4 separate regions of the Mus musculus genome follow, and all the other regions are linked to region 1. A link is a contact called in public promoter capture Hi-C data. All regions are on one chromosome and are shown on one strand. Each heading gives the region's core, a stretch centred on a gene start, on an enhancer-like site or on the middle of the called end of the contact. The rest is flanking DNA. Distances are from core to core; before and after follow the strand shown.

The links. Promoter capture Hi-C pulls out the DNA fragments that hold promoters and counts their contacts.
Region 2: a promoter capture Hi-C map of pre-B cells shows a contact between it and region 1, with 2.0 times the contacts expected there. The contact joins the promoter of Nsrp1 here to the promoter of Ywhae in region 1.
Region 3: a promoter capture Hi-C map of liver shows a contact between it and region 1, with 5 times the contacts expected there. The contact joins the promoter of Git1 here to the promoter of Ywhae in region 1. A contact is called at or near these places in 4 of 39 promoter capture datasets (cranial neural crest, liver and pre-B cells).
Region 4: a promoter capture Hi-C map of hippocampal neurons shows a contact between it and region 1, with 5 times the contacts expected there. The contact joins the promoter of Blmh here to the promoter of Ywhae in region 1. A contact is called at or near these places in 2 of 39 promoter capture datasets (hippocampal neurons and liver) and 1 of 9 other capture datasets (adipose tissue).

What each region holds. Positions count from the first base shown.
Region 1 is chr11:75,729,154-75,734,650 of GRCm38.p6, forward strand. It overlaps Ywhae (tyrosine 3-monooxygenase/tryptophan 5-monooxygenase activation protein, epsilon polypeptide), which reads left to right and starts at 3,734. Exons shown (of 6, transcript NM_009536.4): 1 at 3,734-3,938. The coding sequence starts at 3,875.
Region 2 is chr11:77,075,649-77,081,385 of GRCm38.p6, forward strand. It overlaps Nsrp1 (nuclear speckle regulatory protein 1), which reads right to left and starts at 2,789. Exons shown (of 7, transcript NM_001012309.2): 1 at 2,731-2,789; 2 at 1,006-1,096. The coding sequence starts at 2,750. Mir423 (microRNA 423) reads right to left here and starts at 2,524; the gene lies at 2,416-2,524.
Region 3 is chr11:77,491,758-77,497,176 of GRCm38.p6, forward strand. Git1 (GIT ArfGAP 1) reads left to right here and starts at 1,655. Exons shown (of 20, transcript NM_001004144.1): 1 at 1,655-1,877. The coding sequence starts at 1,826.
Region 4 is chr11:76,942,114-76,948,020 of GRCm38.p6, forward strand. Blmh (bleomycin hydrolase) reads left to right here and starts at 3,543. Exons shown (of 12, transcript NM_178645.4): 1 at 3,543-3,780; 2 at 4,129-4,326. The coding sequence starts at 3,768.

The DNA of each region.
Region 1 (5,497 bases), core at 2,484-4,983:
TGTACTCACATACATAAAATAAATAAAATGTAAAAAAAGAAAAGGAAAAAAAAAACAGTGCCAACTAAACTCACTGACTCACACACACACCACACACACAAACACACACACACACAAGGATGCAGCCCTATTCTTTTGGGCTTTTTTTTTTTTAAAGCTTTATTTATTTTATGTATGTGATTACACTGTTACTGTCTTCAGACAAACGAGAAGAGGGCATCAGATCCCATTACCCATTACAGATGGTTGTGAGCCACCATGTGGTTGCTGGGAATTGAATTCATAACCTCTGAAAGAGCAGTCAGTGCTCTTAACCACTGAGCCTTCTGACCCTTTCCACCCTAATCCCTTCTAACTCTCCAACACTAGGTAGGAGAGAAAGGTTGGAGGGGAAAGAGGGTGGAGACATCTTTGGACTACTTCCTACTGATTAGGGGCATTGAGCTCCTTGGGACAAGATATCCAATTTAGTTTTCTTGACTCTTTGCTTAGGACCACTTAATAAACTGCACCAGGAGGACCAGGAACAGGACCCTCCCCGGAGTCAACCCTCAGATGTGGGACCCTGTAGTTTATACCCTCTGAAAAGTTCCCAGAATTCCAAATGTCACACATTCAAAGAAACTAACTGCAGTTGGCAAAACCCCATCCCTGCTAGAGCAATCCTGGGCAAATCCTAGTAACCTGCTGTGAAGCAGTTTCTAATCCCACACCTAGGATTAAAGCAAAAACATCGCTACAGAACAACTGGCTTTTTAAAGAAACCAAAATTCTCACTACACAAGGACAGGAAAGTAAGACAGACCAGTTGTGAGCAGGAAGAGATCAGCCAGTGTGAGGGATGAGAAGGCAAGGGGGTGACAGGACCTAAACACTGTGTCCCTGCACAAAAATGCCAAAATGCCATTCTGTGTAATGTGTGTTAACAAAATGTTTATTAGAGAGGCTGGGTAGATAGTGCAAGTTCAGCCTGCAGAACTCACATGTGAACTTTGCAGCAGAGAGTGGAGACAAGTAGAACTCTGGGGTTTATTTGGGCAGCCATCCTAGGCTACTGAGAGTTCCACGTCCCAGAAAGAGAGTCAGTCTCAAAGAACAAAGTAGGTGGTGGGACACACCTTAATTCACTGCACTAGGAAGGCAGGAGGGCTTGTACTTGATGTGTAGCTGAGAGTGGCCTTGAACTCCCAATCTTCCAGTCCCATTGTCTTCAGTGCTGGGATTACAGGTATACCACCATGCCAGGCTTATCAGCCCCCTTTCAACTCCATGTTTGCTATTCTACCTGCCTAATGCTTGGGGAATCTCAGAACCAGCACGTGCTAAAGAAGAGTTCATGTTTTTCTCTCTATCTTAGCCAGCAACTCTTCCTGGACTCCTGTTTGTTTTTTTTATTATTGTCATGGTTTTTGTGTGTATTTTTTGAGGCAGGGTCTCACACTGTAGCACTGGGTGTCCTGAAACTTGCTCTGTGGCTGGGCCTGAAACTCAAGAGGTCCAACTGCTTTTCCTCCCAAGTGTGCCACTATCCCTGGCCTTCCTGTTTGCTTTAAAGACATAGTCTTATCCTTTTTCTGGGGCTGGCCTGGAACTGGAACTATGTAACCAAGGCTGGCCTCAAGCTTATGGCAATCCTCCTGCCTCAGCCTCTCAGTGCTGGGATTATAAGTGTGAGTTACCATATTCAGCTCTGTATTTCTTTTATGTTACTGGTACTGTTGCTCATTCCTTTGACAGGGTGGGAAGGTGGGAAGTCAAGTTTTATTTCACATGGCTGGTCAGCTACAAAGTCCTGTGGCCTCTCCGTGATGCTATTCTTGTCTGTCCTTTCCTCTCTGTCCAGAGGCTAGTATCGATTACTTTTGCTTATATTTTGTAATATGATAATTTACCATTCTTGTTCATTACTGCTATGCAATGTTTTCTTTCTCCTGTTGGCATATTTTTTGTCTATTTTACTGGGTTTTTATATCTCTACCTCCCCTTCCAACCCCCCCCCCCCCAACACTAGGTAGGAGAGAAAGAAGGGGAAAGGGAATATAGACCTCTAAAGGCTACTTCCTGCTCACTGGGGGCATCGGGGTCCTTGGGGCAAGTCTAATCTTTGTCGTCAGGGTATCTCTAACTTCTTGTCTCTTTGCTTATGGCCATTTGACAAACTGCAACAAAAGCAACCAGGAGCAGCAGCCTTCTTCTTTGGAGTGCCCCTGTTCCCCTCTGGGCTCTGGCATTTATTTATCTCCTCTCCAGAGTCTCCAGAAATCCAAACATAAACTATCCGCAGCTGGCAAGACCACAGCCCTGCTAGTGCACAAGGTAAATCCTAGTCACCTGCTTCGAAGCCGCCTCTTATCCCACGCCTGGGATTAAAACGCAAACACATTCACAGACCATAGCTGGGTTTTTGAAGAAACCAAAACTCTCACCACCAGCTCCTTTCTTTTTGTGTTTGTGTTTCGAGGTAGGGTATTTTTAGTCCAGGATGGCCTGGAACTTGTGGCAATCCTTGTCTCTGCTTCCACAGTGCTGGAATTACAGGCGTGAACCACCGCTTCAGTAAGTACGGAATACTTTTCTTAAGTACAATTATGACGATGTCACCTTCCACTCAGAATCATCAAAACAGCTTGCCCAGATAGGACTATAACTCAGTGGCAAAACACACGGTGGAAGCTGTGGGGGTCAGTCTCCAGCGTTTGGACAAAACAATTCCTGTCCGTTCACAGACTAAGATGCAAACCTCTGGGCGTGTGACCTCAGGCCTTGATCCCAACCTTTTGATTTCACACTCATTTTGAGGCCCTTTTTCTGCATGGCTCAGCAGCAAGCTGATATTGAGTATAAGATGTTGAAAATCCATAAGGAAGCAGACTAGGCGTGGCCATTGCAAGTGAAGCAATCCCCATGGAGGATTATTTATTTCTAACTCATCAATGTCAATTTGCCCTTACACACCTCAGGTGCACCTTGCACTCCAAGTGAGGCAAGCCACTATGTCTCCTTTTTCCCTCGAGTGAGGGTTTCCCTTAACTAGCTGAGATTGACCACTTTTTCTTTTTTCTTTCTTTCCTTTTTTTTTTTTTTGAGATGGGGGTTTCACAATGTAGCCCTGGCTGACCTGGAATTTGCTTTGTAGATGGGACTTGATCCAAACTCGATCCTTGCGCCTCTACCTCACTAGTGTTGGAATTAAACACACTCACCTATGCTTGAAGCAAAACCAGAGATTTTAAACAAAAGTCCTATCTACGATAGGCCAAAGAGATAAAATATGGCTGGAGGGGAGAAGAAAATGCTTAAAGTATGGAAGCAAGGGAGATGATGATGCGTGAAAACTCGAGCTTTCCCTTCTTGTCCTTGTCAATTCTTTAAATTGGATGAGAAAAATGTGCTAGAATGCACAGGGCCGGTTGATCTTCAACGAGGAAGGCCTGCCGTAGCAAGAACCCATCAAGCCTGTCGCTCTGTCCCCCACAGGCCAGCCCGCGGTCGCCCCGCACGGGCTTCTGGCTAACTCCCCTCCCGCAGTCTAGGCCGACCTCGCCTCCAGCCGCTCCAGGGGCCGTTCTCCGTCGCAGTCGCAGTTCCCGCCTCGCCACAGGGCCGCCCGCTGTGCCGACGGAGGAGGGGCGTCTGTCGCGCTGGTTCCAGCCTTTTCTGGCGCCGAACTCCGGGATCCGCCCCCCCCCCCCCCCGCGCCAGTTGCCAGGGAGCGGTTGCCATAGAGCTGAGCAGTTGTCCGCGTGCGCAGGCGGAAGTCCCGGATTGAGGCGCCGCCATTTTTCCTGCTCGGACGCGGAGCGAGAAGCTGAGAGAGTCGGAGACGCTATCCGCTTCCATCCGTCGCGCAGACCCTGCCGGAGCCGCTGCCGCAATGGATGATCGGGAGGATCTGGTGTACCAGGCGAAGCTGGCAGAGCAGGCCGAGCGATACGACGGTGAGTCGGGGGGGTGTCGGGGGGCTGGAAGTCTCGGACCCTCCGCCGCCGCCCACAGAGGCCGGGAACCGGAGACAAAATGGCGGAGCCGTCTCGGAGCCCGGCTTGGGACGTGGGTCGGGAAGCAGGCCGAGGCCTGCGGGCTCCCGGCGCGGTGGGAGTCCCCGGGCCTAGGGATTTGACCCCTCCGGTGTCCTTAGCTTGCAGGCGCTCGCCCGCCAGCAGGCCGGGGCGGAGGGTGGAGGAGTTGGTTGTAAAATGGCGGCTGGAGGGGGAGGGCGAGTCCCCGGGCGGGGGAGGGGGGAGGAGATGGCGGGTGCCGGCTCCCGGCGTGCGATCCCCACGGGAGCCCTCGGGAACCGCGGCGGGGTGTGGAGGAGGACACTTGGGTGGGGCGATGTGAGGAACGGTACCGGTCGCTCGGGAGAGGGCGGCATCGAGGAGCTGTAGCGCTAGGCGCCTTTCGGGGAAATATGGCGGGTGGGGGCGGTGGCTTTTCCCCTGAGGCCCAGTGTGGGGCGGCGGCCGTGGAGCCTCACAAAGGAGAAGCCTCTGGAACGGACGGCTTCTCGGGGCCGGCGGTGGAGAGGAGTCTTCTGGTGAGGGTGGAGTGTTTGGAAATCACTGCAGAGCCTCCCTCCTTGGGTGGAGGCGAGCTGAGATGCTGCGATTGGATTTCTTCCTTTGGGCCGACACACCTTGGAGTTGAGAGTTTGGGGGGCTTTTTAGCCTCGCCTTCTTCCGGGGAGGTGCAGAACCTCACTCCTACCCCGTTTGTTCTTACCCAGGATATCCTAAAGTTGCTGCGGGTTTTTTTTTTCCCCCTTCTGTCCCCATCCTTCATAGGCACGGAGTTCTGATGGCTAGAATACAGGAGACCAGGCTTGCCAGGATTCCTTAGTACGAATTTCCCTTTGCAGAGTCAGTGCCTCAGTTTACCCGTTTGTAAAATTGACGACTGTACTATTCACACTCGTCATTATGAAGTATGGAAAGACCTGCTGAGAAATGGTTAATTCAAATAATGTTTAGTAGCACTTTGGGTTGACAACCCAAGTTCGGGTGGAATGCATGCTCTTCCTTGGCTTGGGGAGCTTTACCTATTTTGAGCACTCAGTTGAGGCTTGGGGAGTTTGAATTAGGAATGTAGAAGATTGTAGTTTTTCTGTTTTATGATTTCATTGTTACATGATTGGGGCTCAAACCCAGGATTGCATGCAAGCAAGACAAGTGCTCAAATACTGTGCTACACCACAGCTCTGTTTTATCCATTTTAAGAGAATGGTTTTATATATATGTATATGTGTGTGTGTGTGTGTACACACACACACACAAATTTCAATAGTTACTCTTCTGTTAATTTGACACACACACACCCCACCTGCAGGTGATGGAGACTAGACCCTAGTACATGCTAGATTCTCAACTTAGCTCCTGCTAATTGCAGTCTAGTTTTTTTTTTTTTTTTTTTTTTTTTTTCTGAGAATTTCATTGACATATCTACTGTGTTTGTGAAGTGTAACTAGATATTTGAGTTAGGCAATAGGCCATTAAACTAG
Region 2 (5,737 bases), core at 1,539-4,038, 1.3 Mb after region 1:
GCGGTTTTGTCCTCTCTATTTCACTAACATTTTAAAGGTCTATTATCAAAATAAAGCAAGAAAGAAGAATGGGAAAAAAATGTAGATTTTAGAATTTGATAGACCTGTGCTCAAATCTTATTATTGCATCTATTTGCTTGTGTGTATGTGTGTGTGTGTGTGTGTGTGTGTGTGTGTGTGTGTGTCCACACAGGGGCCACGACATACAAGTGGAAGTCAGAGGACAAACTGAGAGTCAGTTCTCTCCCTCCACCCAGACACTGAGCTCAGGCTGCCAGGCTGGATAGCTGGTGACTTACGGTCGGAACCATCTAATCCGTCTGCTGTGTTTGAGCCGTGGTCTTGCCATTTATTTATGAGCTGCAAGGCCTAGTAATGGGAAAATTCCTTAACCTATTTGAATTCCAACTTCATCAGTAAAATGAAAGTAATAGAGGGTAATTGTGAAGATCAAAGTATAGTAGGCACAGAAAAATCCTCAGTTATTTTTCTTTCCACATTTCAGCCTGCCTCAGTGTTTGCATGCATCTCTGTCGATGAACTCTAAACTGGTTGAAAGCGACATTATGCAGATGGCCTTCAGTTTACAACAGAATTAGATCCTACAAAGCCTAGCCACGTACCCTAAGTAACAAAGACATGTAACACTGCTAGGTACTGAATCACGGGCCTTTAATCCTGCACACAGAGGGCAGATGCAGAAGCAGGCAGAGCCTTATGAGTCCAAAGCCAGTTTGGTCTACACATTAAATTCCAAGCCAGCTAGGTCACTGGTATTTAAGTGACTATAAAGAGTGTACCAAACTATCTAAAAATGACTAAGTTTATGGGGGGGGGGGTCATCTTTGGTCATACAGAAAATAGCAATTGAGTGCTTTTTAAAGGTTGTTTTTTTTTTTGAAGGGTCTGTAAAGATACTCCAGAACCACTGTACTGATAAACAAAGGTGAAGACAAATTCACAAGCAGTTTTTAAAATACATGAGTTAAGCATAGGGCCCCTTACCTCATCGTCATCAGAATCACTCCCAAACACTGACGGTTTCTGTAAAACTCGGTGCAACGGCTGTGTTTTCTTTGGCAAAATAAGCCCATACCTGCGTAATTTTTTTTTGAAATAGAAATCGCACCATTATCTTTAAATAACATAAACATTTAAAGAACATAACACATCCACTACTTCTTCCTTATGAACTTCCCAAATCAAAACATGTCATACAACCTATGAACACATAATGGACTAACCGCTTTGCAACGACCTCAAAATTCTAATGTCATTTTATAGTTGTTATTATTATTTGTCTACCTGGGCCAAACTCAAAACATTTTTACTAAAGGAGAAAATGAAGACTACAGCAATGTTTTAGATAGTGAAGTGACAGGAATCCTAAACAGGCTAGTGGTTTTTGCAAACTTGCTAAAAACCAAAATGTTCTAAACTGTCCTCTGATTTTTTTCCCACACAGTAGCTAAGATCTTGAAAAATTGACTAAGAAACCCACGTAGAGATTCGGGCAAGTCCCCATTCACTTATTTGGCTCAATTGCTTTTGTCTGCGAGCAAGTCACCATGGGGGCAAGTTCCCATCCGTCCACTGGGCTCGTTTGCTTTGCTTCAGCGCCTCTGAAAACCATCACCACATTTTTTTTGTAACTAGATATTTTCTTTATTTACATTTCAAATGCTATCCCAAAAGTTCCCTATACCCCCCCCCCCGCCCACCCACTCCCACTTCTTGGCCCTGGTGTTCCCCTGTACTGGGGCATATAAAGTTTGCACAACCAATGGGCCTCTCTTCCCAATGATGGCCGACTAGGCTATCTTCTGCTACATATGCAGCTAGAGACACGAGCTCCAGTGGGGTACTGGTTAGTTCATATTGTTGTTCCACCTATAGGGTTGCAGACCCCTTCAGCTCCTTGGGTACTTTCTCTAGCGCCTCCATTGGGGGCCCTGTGGTCCATCCTATAGGTGACTGTGAGCATCCACTTCTGTATTTGCCAGGCACTGGCATAGCCTCACTCAAGACAGCTATATCAGGGTCCTTTCAGCAAAATCTTGCTGGCACATGCAATAGTGCCTGGGTTTGGCCATCACCAGATTTAATACGTTTCGTTTCTCGAGGTTTTGGCTTTAAAATGCAAAGGCCACGGGACATGCTTGGCACTGCAAGGTTTACACGCCCAAGAATAAATTTCCAGGCAGGTAAACCGTATCTGTGTCTTTCCCGGCAGCGAAGACCAGTTTCCTATATGCCTACTCTTTTCTGTGGCTTCTCAGCACCACACTCGTAACCCCAGGAGGGAGGGCGGGAGGCTGGTCTTGCCTGAGCATCTGCCAGGGAGAACGAGGCCCTCAAAGGCAACCAGGAGTTTCTCTTCTCGGTGCCCCTGAGCGCATCCAACCGGGAGAAACTCAAGCGCGGGGTAGGAAGCAAGACTGAGGGGCCTCAGACCGAGCTTTTGGAAAATAGAAAAGTCTCGCTCTCTGCCCCTCAGCCTAACTTCCTTTATTTCCTCACAAGTTTCTCAAACTTCGGGCTTGCAACCTGGAAAAATGTACCGGACGGGGGGTGGGGAACCTAAGTGGCTCGGAATTCCTCGCCTTCTCCCGCCTTTAACCGGGGCGGGGGTGGCCCTGCACTTCCGGCGACCTCAGACGCCTCGGCCTAAAGACTCAGTCTCCCTGGCTTCTTACTCCCCAGCCGGACCCTAACTTCCCCATCACTCACTGCCTGCCCGGGATCGCCATCTTGTTCCCGTCTCCGCTGGACCTGGTCGACGCGGACGTGACGAGACGCTGACGCCGACGTGTATACGCGCACTTCCGGTTCCGGTACTCGCTTAGCCGCTGAGCCTACCGCTGTGTCTTGCTTAGGATGCGGCTCGGCTCAGAGTCTTAAAGTCAGGGCGGGGAGGCGATGACCAAGTTCTAGTCCAGAGAGAGGCTCGTGGACCGCGCTCCGGGGACGAGCCTCGTCACTGGAGATAGTGTTAGAGTCACGTCCAACCGCGACGCCTGCTGAATCCGGACCGAGTCGGAGTGGGCCCCAATTATCTGAATTTAATGAGTTTCAAAACGGCTCCCTACACATCTATTGCTTTGTTTTGCTGCTCAGTGTAGCTGGCTCTGAGTGACTAAAAAAACCGAAAAGCCATAGAACCTCAATGTGAACTGATTATTTTATTTAAATAAAGCCTTTCTATATAATATAACCCTGACTGTCCTAGAACTCAAGATCTTGCTGCCTCAGCTTTCGGAATGCTGGAAATGCAGGCACCCTCGCCGAGAACTGATATTAGCAGTGCAGTTGTTTGAGACCATCTTGCTCTATAGTCCAGAATATCCTTTTGCCTCAGCCTTCTAAATGACAGTAACTCATCACAAGTGTGCCACCCCATTTTAAAAGACAAAACCTGGCTACATTTCATCTGTGCATCCACCATTTAGAACTAGTGTTGGCAGCCAGGGCTATACAGAGAAACCCTGTCTCGAAAAACCAAAAAAATAAAAATAAAAATTTTTTTTAAAAAGCCGGGCGTGGTGGCGCATGCCTTTAATCCCAGCACTTGGGAGGCAGAGGCAGGCAGATTTCTGAGTTCGAGGCCAGCCTGGTCTAAAAATGAGTTCCAGGATAGCCAGGGCTACACAGAAAAACCCTGTCTCAAAAAACAAAAACAACAACAAAAAAATTAGAACTAGTGTTGGTGTCTGGGAATTACCGTACAAACCACTCAGACACCAATCTCAGTCTAATAGAGATTAAATATCACACCCCAAGACTGAAAAATCAGGTCCACAGACCAAACTCAGGAGCTGACTGTGGCATTGAGTTAAGATCCTATAGGGCTTTTAAGCCTAAAATCCACAAACATCTGTGCCAAGTTACTCCACCAATCAGGATTTAGAGTTAGGCAATTTCATCAGAAGCATTTTTTTTTTTTGTACACTTATCCTGTTCTCATTAGTTGAGGTATTCAACTGTGGCAGAGGACTTGCCTAACATTCATGTCTTAACTTGCCAACCAGGACATCAGTTATCCATGTACATGCCTCTTTCTACCAAGTAGGATGTCAATTCCCTGGGATGTCTTAGGTAGGAACTTTATTCAACCCCTGCTCAAAATGGAAGTTTTATTCCAAATGGCTTCTTATGTTGGGGTCCATCCCAGGAGCAGCTTATAAAAGTAAAAACCATATACATGTGCTCACGTTTGGGTCCGAGCTTAGCGTGGCTAACTATACAAAGCAGTTCTAATTGCTTGTGATTGGTTTTCAAGAAACTGAAGCACAGAACATCCTAGCAACAGCAGTGACAGCATATAAGATTCCTTAGTAACAGCACAAAATGGCAGGCTAGACAAGTAACAGTTACCTAGGCCCTAACATGTTACCCAGGTCCTAACAACTTATAGTAACCAGCTATAAAAAGGCTGCATAATTGTTTCTCTGATCTGTCTCCACCCACCCCCATATATTTGGAAGTCATGTGGACATGTGGGATAGTGGTGTCCTGTTACAATAACTCTGGTATAATTAAGAATTGAAACTGAGATCTGGGTTTATGTTTCAAAGGTAGAACACTTACCTAGCATACTCAAAGCCCTGGGTTTGAACTCCTGCACTGCAAAAGAAAAAAAAAATTGACTCTATTCATTCCTGTTTTTGTATAACCAGTTCTGTTTGATTAATGTTAGCATAGTATGCCTTTTTTAAACAATTATTTATTTTATATATGTGAGTACACTGTCCTTCTCTTCAGACACACCAAAAGATCCCATTACAGATGGTTGTGAGCCACCATGTGGTTGCTGGGAATTGAACTCAGGACCTTTGGAAGAGTAGTCAGTGCTCTTAATAGCTGAGCCATCTCTCCAGCCCCAATTTGTCAGGGTTCTCTAGTGTTAAAGAACTTATGGAATCTCTCTCTCTCTCTCTCTCTCTCTCTCACACACACACACACACACACACACACACACTCACACACACACACACACACACTCACTTGAAGGCTACAGTCTACAGTCCAACTAACCTAACAATCAATCAATAGCTGTGAGTGGAAAATCCAAGAATCTAGTAGTGGCTCAGTCCCATGAGGCTGGGTGTCTCAGCTGGTCTTCTATAATAAGCTGCAGCCTGAAGAAGTAGGCTCCAACAGATGTCCCGGCAAAGTGAATGCAAGCGGACAAATAGAGAATAAACTGCTTCCTTCCATTGTCCTTATCTAGGTCCAACAGAAGATATGGCCCAGATTAAAGGTATCCTCAAGATCTGGATTAAAGGCTTGTGTCAATCCAGATCCAAAGCCTGTGACATCACACCTCAAGATTCAGATCAAAGCCTATGTCTTCCAGGCTCAAGATCCAGATCACAAGTGTGCCCACCATTTCTGGATTGCAGTTCATTCCAGATATAGTCAAGTTGACAACTGAGAAGAACCATCACAGGTTATAAACACCTATCATTTGCTCTCATTTTCCCCATATGTTCTCTGCTCATGTGAGATCCTGACTTGAAGTGTTTCCCCCAAGCTTGTTTTCCCTGATCTCTAAAAATACAGCCAGAAAGAAGCTCTTTGTTCTCTATAGCCAGCAAAAAGCCTTTTTGTTTCTATACCTTACAACCAGAGATGCAATAATTGTAAAAAGACCTAGCCAGGCACTTGCCTGGCTCCCTGTGCCAAGGACACGGAGATAAACTCCACAAAGAAGAGATACAACTCACTCCCCACTCCT
Region 3 (5,419 bases), core at 405-2,904, 1.8 Mb after region 1:
CTGGCTGCCACGTGCTCCAGACGCGCCCACACAGCGAAGAAACAAAGGCAGCCAAGCGACGGGGCTGCCAGCAGCTGCCTCGACATTTAATAAATGAAATTCCATAGCTGGGGGTCGATCCGGGGTGAACGGGCGGCCACTGCTCCTGGGCTGCGCGCCCAGTTTCAGCTGCTAGACTGCTTCCCACCTCCATTGCTGCGGCCACCAAGCCTACAGACTCTTGGGTATGAGTGCAGCATGGTGTGGCATGACCACCACCCTTTGCTGGCAGAAGCCCCACCTGCTGAGCTACTGGTTGGGGGTGGGGGGTGTCTGCAAGATTTTTTTTTAAGGTGAGATTATAAATATATCCTGTGGATCACAATTTCAAACAAACTTGTCAATCTGGGTTGCAGCAAAAGGCGATGGAACTTTGCGTGTATTTTGGGTGGTGTGACTCATAAGCATTACTTGTCTCCCCCTAGGGAAGGAGCCTGCCCACCCACAAGTCACTGCTGCTCTGGCATTGCTGGGAGAAATAGACCCACTCAGACACCCCTAACCAAGGACTCCCCTCAAACCTCCGTTTTATTACTGAGCAGGAATCCCTAACACCCAGGAATCTCCCTTAACTCTGCCACCGCTGACCTGCCCCTTCCCCTACGAGCGCGCCGCCGCCCCTCACCCCCCCCCCCCCAACCTGGTGTTGTGTGCTTTTGCCCTCTCCATAAGCTGAGTTCTCTGACAGCCCTTTTGCGGCTGTAGGGGTGGGGGCTGGGCACAAACGGGTCACACGTGTATGGGGGAGCATGCTCAGTGTGGGGTGCACCCACGTGCAACATGCACTTTAGTTCCTTGCTCCCCCCACCCCCGTCTCCATGAGAAGTCCAAGAAAAAAAAAATCCTTACAAAAATTGGCTCCTGTTATAAGCATATGCTTAGGATACATACACACCCGTCGGGCAGCCCGGAAACATCGTTGATGTACACGAAACAGATAGCAAGTTATTACTGGTGCACACAACACTCTTAATAATCACCCAGATTCTTTGCTTTCCTATTTGAAACAAGAATGATGTATTTTTAGTCCCACAGAGAGGGAGTCACAGTTAAGTGACCTCTCGGGCACCTGGCCGTCCATATTGGTGGTAGTGAGTGTACACCGCAGGGATATGGCCACAGACCCACCTGGACACACTGACTTGGACACAGGGGACCAGAACACACACCTCACCCCAACCCAGCCTCTGACCGCTAGGAGCATTGTGCCTGGGAATGCTTCCTGTCCACCCCGATCCCCACCACGTCCGTCTCTCGGTTTTTGGGCCGAGCGTCCCCTGGACCACTCCCCAATCGGAAAGTGAAGGTCAAAGTGCTAGCGTGTGTCTCGGTTGCAGACCAGGCGGGCGCGGGCCGCGGCTCCTTTAAGAACCCCCGTCCACTCCCGCCTGCGCGCAGGCTTCCTTTCTCCGAGAGGCTCAGCCACGGAGCTGAGCGGAGCGCCGGGGCGGGGTGCGGGCCGCCCCTCCCCCGGTGGGCAGGGCTTTCACTGCTTCCTGCAGGAGCGGCCTGGGCCGCGCAGGGGGCGGGGAGAGCGGCGAGCGGCGGCGGGGCGGCGCGGGGCGGCGCGGGGCGGCGCGGGGCGGAGGGCGCCCGAGGGCGAGCGGGCGGGCGGGCACGGCGGGTTCCGGGCCAGCCCCGGGGGCGGACGGTTGGCCGCGCGCGCGGAGCCTCGCCGGGGCCTTGCGGGAGCCGGGCCGGGCCGCAGGGCCGCCGCCGCCGCCCGGGCCCGCCGCCCGCGCCCCCCACGCTGGCCCAGAGGGCTGCGGCCGCGTCGCCGCTGAGGATGTCCCGGAAGGGGCCGCGAGCGGAGGTGTGTGCGGACTGCAGCGCTCCGGGTAAGCGGCGGGATCGGGTCGGGGGCGGGACCGCGCCGCAGGCCGCCGCCGGGCGGGCGCCGAGGCCTGGCGGGAGCGCTGTGCCGGGCCGGAGGGCGGGGCGGGGGCCACTGCGGAGCGGCGTCCTTGGCGGGAGGGCCGGCTGCGGGGGGCGCTGTGCGTTGGAGCCGGTGAACGGGAGGGAACCGCCTCCCACCTCCATCGCGGCATCCAGACGGAAGCGCCAGCCTGGTGTGGCAGGAGGGCTGTGGCGGAGGCCGGCAGGCTGTGGGAGGTGGGCGCTAGGATGGTTTGTGTCATCCCTGCCACCCCCGCGTCTTGCACCTGCTGCTCACATGGCCCGCGTGCCCGCCGGAGCGGTGGAGGGCAAGGGGCCTGGATACGAGCTCCTAGGGAGCACCTGACAGGGGCAGCTACTCTTAAGACTCCCCGCCCCTGCTTCCCAAGGCTGGGGCTGCTTAGAGGGCCCGGTGTTCAGGAACAATCTAAGCATGGGCATCTTCCCCGGAAGCATCTCCAGGCCTGCTGGTGTCTGGGAACATCTAGACTCAGCTTTTCCTGTTCCGGGTAGGCCTGTTGGAGAAGGTGTGCTAGGTATTGGTTCAGTCTAGACGCCGATCCCTCCTGGTCTCTAGCTCATTGGATAGGAGAAAGCGGTGAGGTTGCTTATGCTCCCCTGGTCCAGCTGACTCCTGAGCGAACTGGACTTACACACTGCTTCCTCCCTACTAACCAGCAGAGTGAGTCGGTCTGAGCTGCTGTGAAAGCCCCCTTGGCTTGCTGAGGAAGTGAAGGGAGGGCAACAACTCACCAGGCTGGTCCCTTCTCTGGGAGGACACAGCCGTTGATGGGACTCAGCAGCTGGCTGGAGGCAGGAAGTTCTGGCCTTTGCCCATCCTCTATAAAAGAAGCTGTGTCTCCATACAGTCTCGGGGTCTTATGGACTCTGGGTAATGAAGATGTGATTAGGTGAGAGTGTGGAGTGCTGATATGCAGGCCCATAACTTGTAGTCACCCCTTAAAATCCCAAGATCTGACCGTGAGCCCAAGGAATGATGGTCCTGTAATTCTCATGATCTAAACTGGAGTACTGGGAGTTGTGGGTAGTTGCAGAGTCATGAACATGGGACACCTTGTAGGTGACTGACCCTGAGACCTCCTTAGGATATGTCACGGTTTGGAGGGTCCTAGAAGATCCGTTTACAGATGGACATCCATACCCCTAGTTAGCTGGAAATGACGACTCCCTTTCCCCGGTTGGCCTTGAATGGATGAGCGGTGTGTCTGTGGAGCCTAGCAGGCCCCATCAGGGGAGCCAGGGTCAGGTAGTAGCTTTGTTTCCAGCTTATTCTATGATGCTTTGCTCACTCTGGGTCTCAGGTGGAACAGAAATGGATTTTGAGGACCCTTGCATTTCCCAGTCTACATTCTTGGTTCTGGAGCAGATAGAGTCTGTGACTGGCTGGCTGCAGCCTCTGGACACCCAGTCGGTGCTGGGAGGAACAGGGTGTGTTAGATGTTAGGCCACTGAGCTCATAGCCCCCATCCTCATGTGACAGAGGCAGGCCTGCCTCAGGATTCTTTTCTTTTCCTCTCTCTGATGCAGAATGCAAATTACTAAGCAGATGGGCAGAGCGTTGACAGTCTTCCTCATTATCCCACCTTAGCACCTAGTGTGTAGTGTAGTGATTGCCACGTGGCAGCCATTCCCCAGGTACAAGTGTTGGTCTTTGTCAGGAGTGCCCTGTGCCACACTGGGTCTGACAGACAATGGCATCCTTGATCTAGGCCTATAGCATCCCAGACAAGAGAGCATAAGCATGCCTGACCTTCTCATATCCCATGCATATGATAAAATATAGTCCATATATATCCCATTATAGCCCAGAGTCACAGAGTCACTGTGATAGAACTCTGTTATTGTCTGGGTATGGTAGGTAGCACATGCCTTTAAACCCAGCACTTGAGAGACAGAGAGGCAGGCAGATCCCCAGGCCAGCCAGGGCTATGGAGTGAGATCATGGAGTGGGGTCATGGTGGTTTTGTAGTTTATTAACTTGGAGTGTGATAGAGGTAGGAGGTGAGCCTGTGCTCAGAGACAGGTGTGACTATGTTGCAAGGACACAATGTGGCTGCTGTGGCAGCTTGTGTCACCTTACCAGGTGCTGTGCCCCTGCCTGCCTTGGGAATCCAGGAGAGGGCAGGAGTCAGGGTGCACAATCACAGGGTGATTGTCCCCTTACTTTGCCTCTGCCTACTCTTCCTCATTGCCTTGGTCCCAAGAACTCTGGCCTGGCTAACAAACGTTCACTTCCCAACCCACCACCTTTACATCGGGCCTTACATTCTGATAGGCTGGAGGAAAGATCTTCAGATACCCAGGCCGTAAGTCACCAGAGCTGGGGAATATGTTGCAGGGCAATGTACAGACTCATTTGCCTTCTTACAAGAACAAATATGGTAGTGGTCTTTTGTTTGAGGGGGGGTGTGCAGTTTAAGACAAGGTCTCTTCTATATGGTCCTAGCTGTAGAAACTCACTCTGTAGACCAGACTGGCCTTGAACTCTGACTCACCTGCCTCTGCCTCCTGAGTTCTGGGATTAAAGGTATGCACCAGCACTGCCCAGCTGGCTGTATAGCCAGGTGAGTGTTTGTCCTGTAGTCTGTCTTTCTGTCTTTTTTTTTTTTTTTTTTTTTTTTTGTGACAGGATCTTACTATATAGACCAAGCTGGAGATTCACCTGCCTCTGCCTCCTGAGTGCTGTGACTAAAGGCATGCCCTACCATGCGTGGCTATCCTGTGGGTTTCAGGCATATGTAAGCCTATGTGGCCACCACTCTGCCCAGTGAATATAACATTTCCATAGCTCTCTACAGCTCCCACCTCTGACCACACCCCCAATGGAAACCTCCTTCCCCTTGGATTCCTCTTGCCTGCTTTTAGCACAGTTTTCTTTTCTCGCCTCTTCCAAGGGCTTGACCCTTAGCTTAGAGGGGGAGAGGCCTGAGCCTGGGCTTTCTGTCCAGGCCTTCTGGCCCTTTGCTGGCCTAGTAGCTTTTGGTGGTGGCATGAGTTTTCTTTTTTTTTTTTTTTTTTAATTTATTTATTCATTACATGTAAGTACACTGCTGTAGCTGTCTTCAGACACACCAGAAGAGGGCGTCAGATCTCGTTACAGATGGTTGTGAGCCACCATGTGGTTGCTGGGATTTGAACTCTGGACCTTCGGAAGAGCAGTCGGGTGCTCTTACCCACTGAGCCATCTCACCAGCCCCGGCATGAGTTTTCTTTAGAGACCTTCCTATGGTTGGCACCAGTTATCTTATCCTGATGTCCCTTCTGATAACCTGGTCACACTAGCCCTCACCTGCCTGTGGAGCAGCTAGAGGAAGACACTGCCTTCCCCAGGCCTCATGTTCCCTACCCTCCTGCCCAGTTTGCAAGGAGCTTCTTAGAAACCCTTCCTGGCCCTTCCGTTTCAGATCTGGTGGAGGTGGGGTTTGCAGCTCCGTTGGCTAGCCAAGGTCATTTGGACCTAGAG
Region 4 (5,907 bases), core at 2,293-4,792, 1.2 Mb after region 1:
CACACATGCACACATATGACAAATGGGAAAAGCACATTTAGGGTCATTTTAGAAATTGCTGTGGGCTGGAGAGGTGGCTCAGTGGTTAAGAACACTGACTGCTCTTCCAGGGAACCCGGGTTCAATTCCCAGCAACTACATGGCAGTTCCCAGCTCTCTGTAACTCCAAGATCTTAACCCCTCACACAGCACAGACATACGTGAAGGCAAAACACCAATGCACATTAAAGAAAAATAAATATAATTTAAAAATGCTGAAATGTTTAAATAAACAAACAAGTCAATATTGAAATATTTAAAAAAAGAAAAGAAATTGCTCTAGAGCCAGGCATGGTAACGCGTACCTTTCCTCCCAGGCAGAGGTAGGAAGATCTCATGAAAACAGTCAGAAAGTGTCGGGAATTCTCTCTTAATCCCAAGCTGAAGGTCATCTAATGATCTTTTTATATGAAGCACAAGTCAGCAGCTCAAACAGCAATCTTTAAAATCAAACATTTTCACACAATAAAAATCTAACCATGTACTAATTTGACACTTCCATGAAGAAAATGATGATGGGACATATTTAAAATGTTTTTTTAACTACGCCTCTATATTTTTATAAGAGAAGAGCATCTTGCATATACAATAAAACACTGCAATTCGTAGTAGACAATGTAGATGATATATTGCTGAGGTGTCTCAGACATTGCTCGTTGGTGTTGCTTGGTGTGACAGTATACACAGGCCAGTGTTCATATCCTGCACTCACATACCAGGCTGCAGTGATGCCTGATGAGGCAACACAGGCTCAGTGTTGCCAGACATATGTCAGATTCACCGAGTGCTGAATTGTGAATGAAGTTTAGTCATCACATGTTCAGAAACCTTTTACAATTGCCAACTTAATAAAACTTTAGTTGTTGCTTTTTTTTTTTTTTTTTTTTTTTTTTGGTTTTTCGAGACAGAGTGTCTCTGTGTAGCCCTGGCTGTCCTGGAACTCACTCTATAGACCAGGTGGCCTCGAACTCAGAAATCTGCCTGCCTCTGCCTCCCGAGTGCTGGGATTAAAGGCGTGCGCCACCACGCCCAGCTAGTTGTTGCTTTTTTATTATGTGTACAGGTGTTTTACTTGTATGCATGTTTTTGTACCACATCAGAGAGTCCATGGAGGCCAGAAAGCATCAGGCCCCTGGAGATGGAACAGATGATTGTGAGCCACCATGTGGTTGCTGGGAATTGAACCCAGGTTCTCTGGAAGAGCAGCCAGTGCTCTTAACTGATGAGCCATCTCTTTAGCCCTGTTGCAAATTTTCATAACCCAAATCCCACCACCAGTTTCATGATCCCCTATGGGGTTAAAGCCAATGTATTTAAAAGCTGGGTCTTGGTCAGTGATGTTACCTTTTCTAGTTCAACAGAGAGCTTTGAGGTTAGCCATGCTTCTTCACGCTCCACAATTAAGGCTGTTGTTATCTTCCAAGTGTTCTACTATAACAGCATTCTGACTAATTCCCCTGTCTCCAGAATCTCTCCCCTCCCCGTAGCCACCAGATCTTTCTTTGCACAGATCTGAGAATATGGCTCCTTTGTTTAAACCTATTTTTGACTTCTAATTAAGCATAGAATAAAGTCCAGATGCTCAGGTGTGGCATATAAAAGCCTTTATATCCCAGCCCAAACCCACCTTCCTGGTCCTGCGCCTTGCCTCTGATCTCATCCCAGTTCTTGCTTTGAACCACATCAAATTGTGGCGCAGGGAGGCTTACAGCTGATCTTGTCATGCGCTCCCACGCCTCCTGCCTTTGCTGTTACCTTGAGTGCCCTCTCTCTCACTCTTTGTCTCGTAAAATTCCATTCACTCTTCAAAGTTATCACCACCTGTCCCCCTTTTCTTTTTGTGGGGCTGGGGGCTAAATCCAGGGTCCTTGTGCACGCTAAGCAAGTGTTCTACTCTTGAGCCCAGCCTTATCACCTCTGTTTTTCTAGCGTCTGGCTCTCACTGCTAGCTACTACTTATATAGCACTACTGTGAGATAGCATAGGTTCTGTTGCATGTCTTTCCCACGTTAATTGTTTTGAATGTGTATGTCTCTGTGTATAGGTGTGCACATGGGATGAGTGCCCATGGTAGCCAGAAGGAAGTGTTGGCTGGACCCATTGGAACTGGACTTACAGTTTTCTGACTTGAGTGTTGGGACCCGAACTTGGGTCCCCTGGAAGATCATCAGCAAGTGCTTTTATCTGCTGGGCTATCTCCCAGTCCCACATCATGAGTCTCTTGATGACAAGATTAAAGTTTTTAATTTTTTTTATATCAGCAGAAACTTGCTGAGGACCTGTTACACCACAAATGTTGAATACAATTTTATTCTTTGGGCTGAGTCCAATTGGGCAGGAAGTTTGAACATCATTTTTATTGTTTATTTATTTGTTTGTTTATTTATTTATTTATTTGGTGAAAGGGCCCATGATTTCTTTCAGCATGAGTTGTAGCTTGTTTCTTTTTTCTTCAGAAAATGGAAAAAATAAAAAAAAAAGCCCCACAGGATAGGGTAGTTGATGGGCTCCCTTGGAGATGGTTGCTATGTCGAATTGCAGGTCTTTAGCTAAGTCTCTCAGGGACACAGAGACTGAATTCTCAAGTGACAGATGGCTGTCTGCATGTGGCACTTTCCAGACATCAGAATTCCTCTGAACCATGGGTGATTTTCAATTTAAGACTTAGGTTTTAGGCTCCATGGAAAATCTGAATAGTAAGGCTACAGTGTGCATTTGTACTTATTTTATTATGCAGTGGACTCTCCCGCCCCGTCTTGAAAAACTGATTAATTATCTCGAAGACTCTGTGTGTGTGTGTGTGTGTGTGTGTGTGTGTGTGTGATTTACAGGTTTTGTAGATATTAGCAAAAAAAAAAAAAAAAAAAAAAGCATAAAATTGACGTAATCATTCTCCTTAGCCCAAGCTGGGCTCAATAGGAACCACTCATGAGCCTTGCGAAGCCCAGAATGTGTAGATGAAATGAGCAGATGTGTATTTGTAGAACCGTGGTAGTAGCTTATGGGTGGGTGGGAAAGAGATTGGTTCCAAAATCCTTTCAAATACAAGAACTTTGTTCTCACTAGACTCTAAGCAACAAGTTGCAATTGAAAAAGATGAACAGATTGGTCAGCTAAGTGCCTACAGGAAAAGCCTTTGGGTGGATTTCTTGAGATCTGCCGTCCCATGGCTAATTTTGGGTCCCTTACTTCCTTTTCACTTCACAAAACCTCCTCTGGCTTCTCAAAGGAGTTCTAAGCGTCAGTTTCCCCAATGCTAGACAGTGAGGGATCTGGGTTCATCAGCACGGAACCCTCAGCCTCCTTCCTCTAGGAGCTTGGGATCCCGGGAGGGCGCCCTTGAAGCCAGGAAGAGGGATCACAGATGGCGGAGGGCGCAGCCGAGGCGAAGAGTGAGCAATGCTGGCAGTGGGGGCTGCAATCGTGGGTGGCTTCGCCCTGCCGCTCCCGGGCCGAGGTGCGGGCCCCAGAGTCTGAAAGGCCGCCCCTGTCGGCCCTCCCCCGGGCGGGGCTAGCCCCGATGGCGCTGACTCAGCAACGCGAGGGGGGAGTTTTGTCCCTCCGCGGACCCCGTTTCTCTCGGCCACCATTGAGCGGGTTTCCTTCTTCCGGCGCTTAGGGTGCGAGAACCAGGTCCGGCCAGCTAGGCAGCGGACTGTAGTGTAACCCCAGAGCTCACCTGAAAACCCTGAAAACTAACGTTTCCTCCACGAAGCAGTTTGGGCGCCATGAACAACGCAGGTGAGGCACCGCTGGTACCACGAGTGTTTTCCCGGGTCCTCTCCCGGGCTCGGCGGACCCGTGAGGCCCGGCGGCGTGAAAGGCCGTGGGATGGGATGGGGGTGGGTGGGGAGGGGGGGACGGACCTAGGCGAGGGCCGGGATGTAGCCCTCCGGGAGGGTGGGAGAGCACCAGGAGAGAGACGACATCACGCGGGGAGGATGCCGGGAGAGGGCTTTCTGGTACAGCACTCTGCAGGATGCTCTTGCGAAGTTAAATCTAGGATCTACGGTGACCCTATCCTAAAGCTGTCCCCGTCAGCCTCTTTGGGAGGGGATATAATTATAATGGCGTTTGATCTTCCCACAGGACTAAATTCGGAGAAGGTATCTGCTTTGATCCAGAAACTAAATTCTGACCCTCAGTTCGTACTTGCCCAGAATGTCGGGACCACCCACGATCTGCTGGACATATGTCTGAGGAGGGCCACGGTCCAGGGTGCTCAGCATGTGTTTCAACACGTTGTGCCTCAGGAAGGCAAGCCAGTCACCAACCAGAAGAGCTCTGGTGAGGTCTACGACTTCTTGCCTACTTTATTGACAGCAGCACATTTTGTTGTCCTAAAAATGGCCCTGGGATAACAGAGCTTTGTAGCATTGACAGAACTTGTAGTAAGCCAGAGAATAGGCACTAGAAAAGGGCAGGCCCAAGAACATCACCTGTGTGGTGGCTTCAGTGTTCTGTGGCCTATTAGCATTTAGTTTGTTTCCTAACGTGACAGATGGTGGTCTTTGAATGCATATCATCATGTTTTGATATTATGTGATGTTGGATGTGTGCGGTTTGTTCTCGTGCAGTTTTAATCTTAACAGTTCATCTAGAAGTAGCAGAAGAGAGAAACAGCTTATCAAGTTGCAGACAGATAAACCTAAAGCAAAAGATGAGCTATGTACTAACAGATTTGGCCTGTGCCAAATAATTAATAATTAATGGAAAAATATCCATACCATAGGAGATGTCCCAGAATTGCCCTAAAGTCCAAATGTATAAAATAGAAAAAAACATAAAGTGATTACAACAGATTGTAACCGGCTATTTTTAAATATGCTCTGTGGTTGCAGCTGGAGTTGCTATTCTCATAGTTCCTGTCAGTAGTTACTTTGTAGTATTTTGAGTTCTCATTCCTTGCTGGCTGAGAATTGTTGTTTTGCTGTCTGCTGTCCAGTTACAACTGTTGAAAATACATCTACACTGAGAGATTGGTTATCTAGGAATCCAAACAGGAGAAATAGTCTCAAAAAAATTGAACCAAAGGGACCTTGCATTTTTTTTCCCCTTATTTGGAAACTACTCCAAGTCTATGTGTATTGACAGAAAATATGTTATTGCTACTTAAGGCAATTCAAAGCTCAAAGGATACATTTAACATGGGTATTATTTTGCTGTGAGTCAATTATACCATAGAAAATTTGATTTTTAAATTTTAAAGGAAAAAAATTATGACCTTGCAATAATCTTATTATGTAGCAGAAAGTTCTTACTTAGCACTCACAGGCCTTCATTCAGAAGGACTTGGGATGTGTGGTCTGTCAGATGATCTAGTTAATATGTCACAATAATCTTAACATGGCCTGATCGCAGTCTCTTAGGGTAAGCTTGGAAATGTTAATCTGGAATCGGGCAGGTGGTCTTATGTGATAGATCATGTTACTCCAAATACTAGTAGAACATGAGCATAGTACATGGGTGATGTAATATACTTCTGTGAAATATTCATCTAAATAGCTCACCAAGAAGTAGCAGAAATAGGAATGGTGTGCAGGAGAGAGGCAGTGTACAGATAAGCCTAAAACAAAAATTACTCTATTAAAAAACACAATTTAATTTTTTTCTTTGTTACAAAATCACTTTTGTTCAGTGTAGAAAATCTGTAGCCTACCAGGAGGGAGGTGTTTTTTTCTGTTTATCCATCAAGTCTTTATCCTCTGTATGAGTGCTCTTCATATAAGAGCAAACTAAGAATTTTTATGTGTGCCTTTTATAAACCTTCTCATTTGACCATGTGTTGTAGACATGGTTTCATGTCTGTGAAAATATTATATCCAAGTATGTCAAAATTTTCCCTTTAAATTTTCCTCCAGGAGAGTG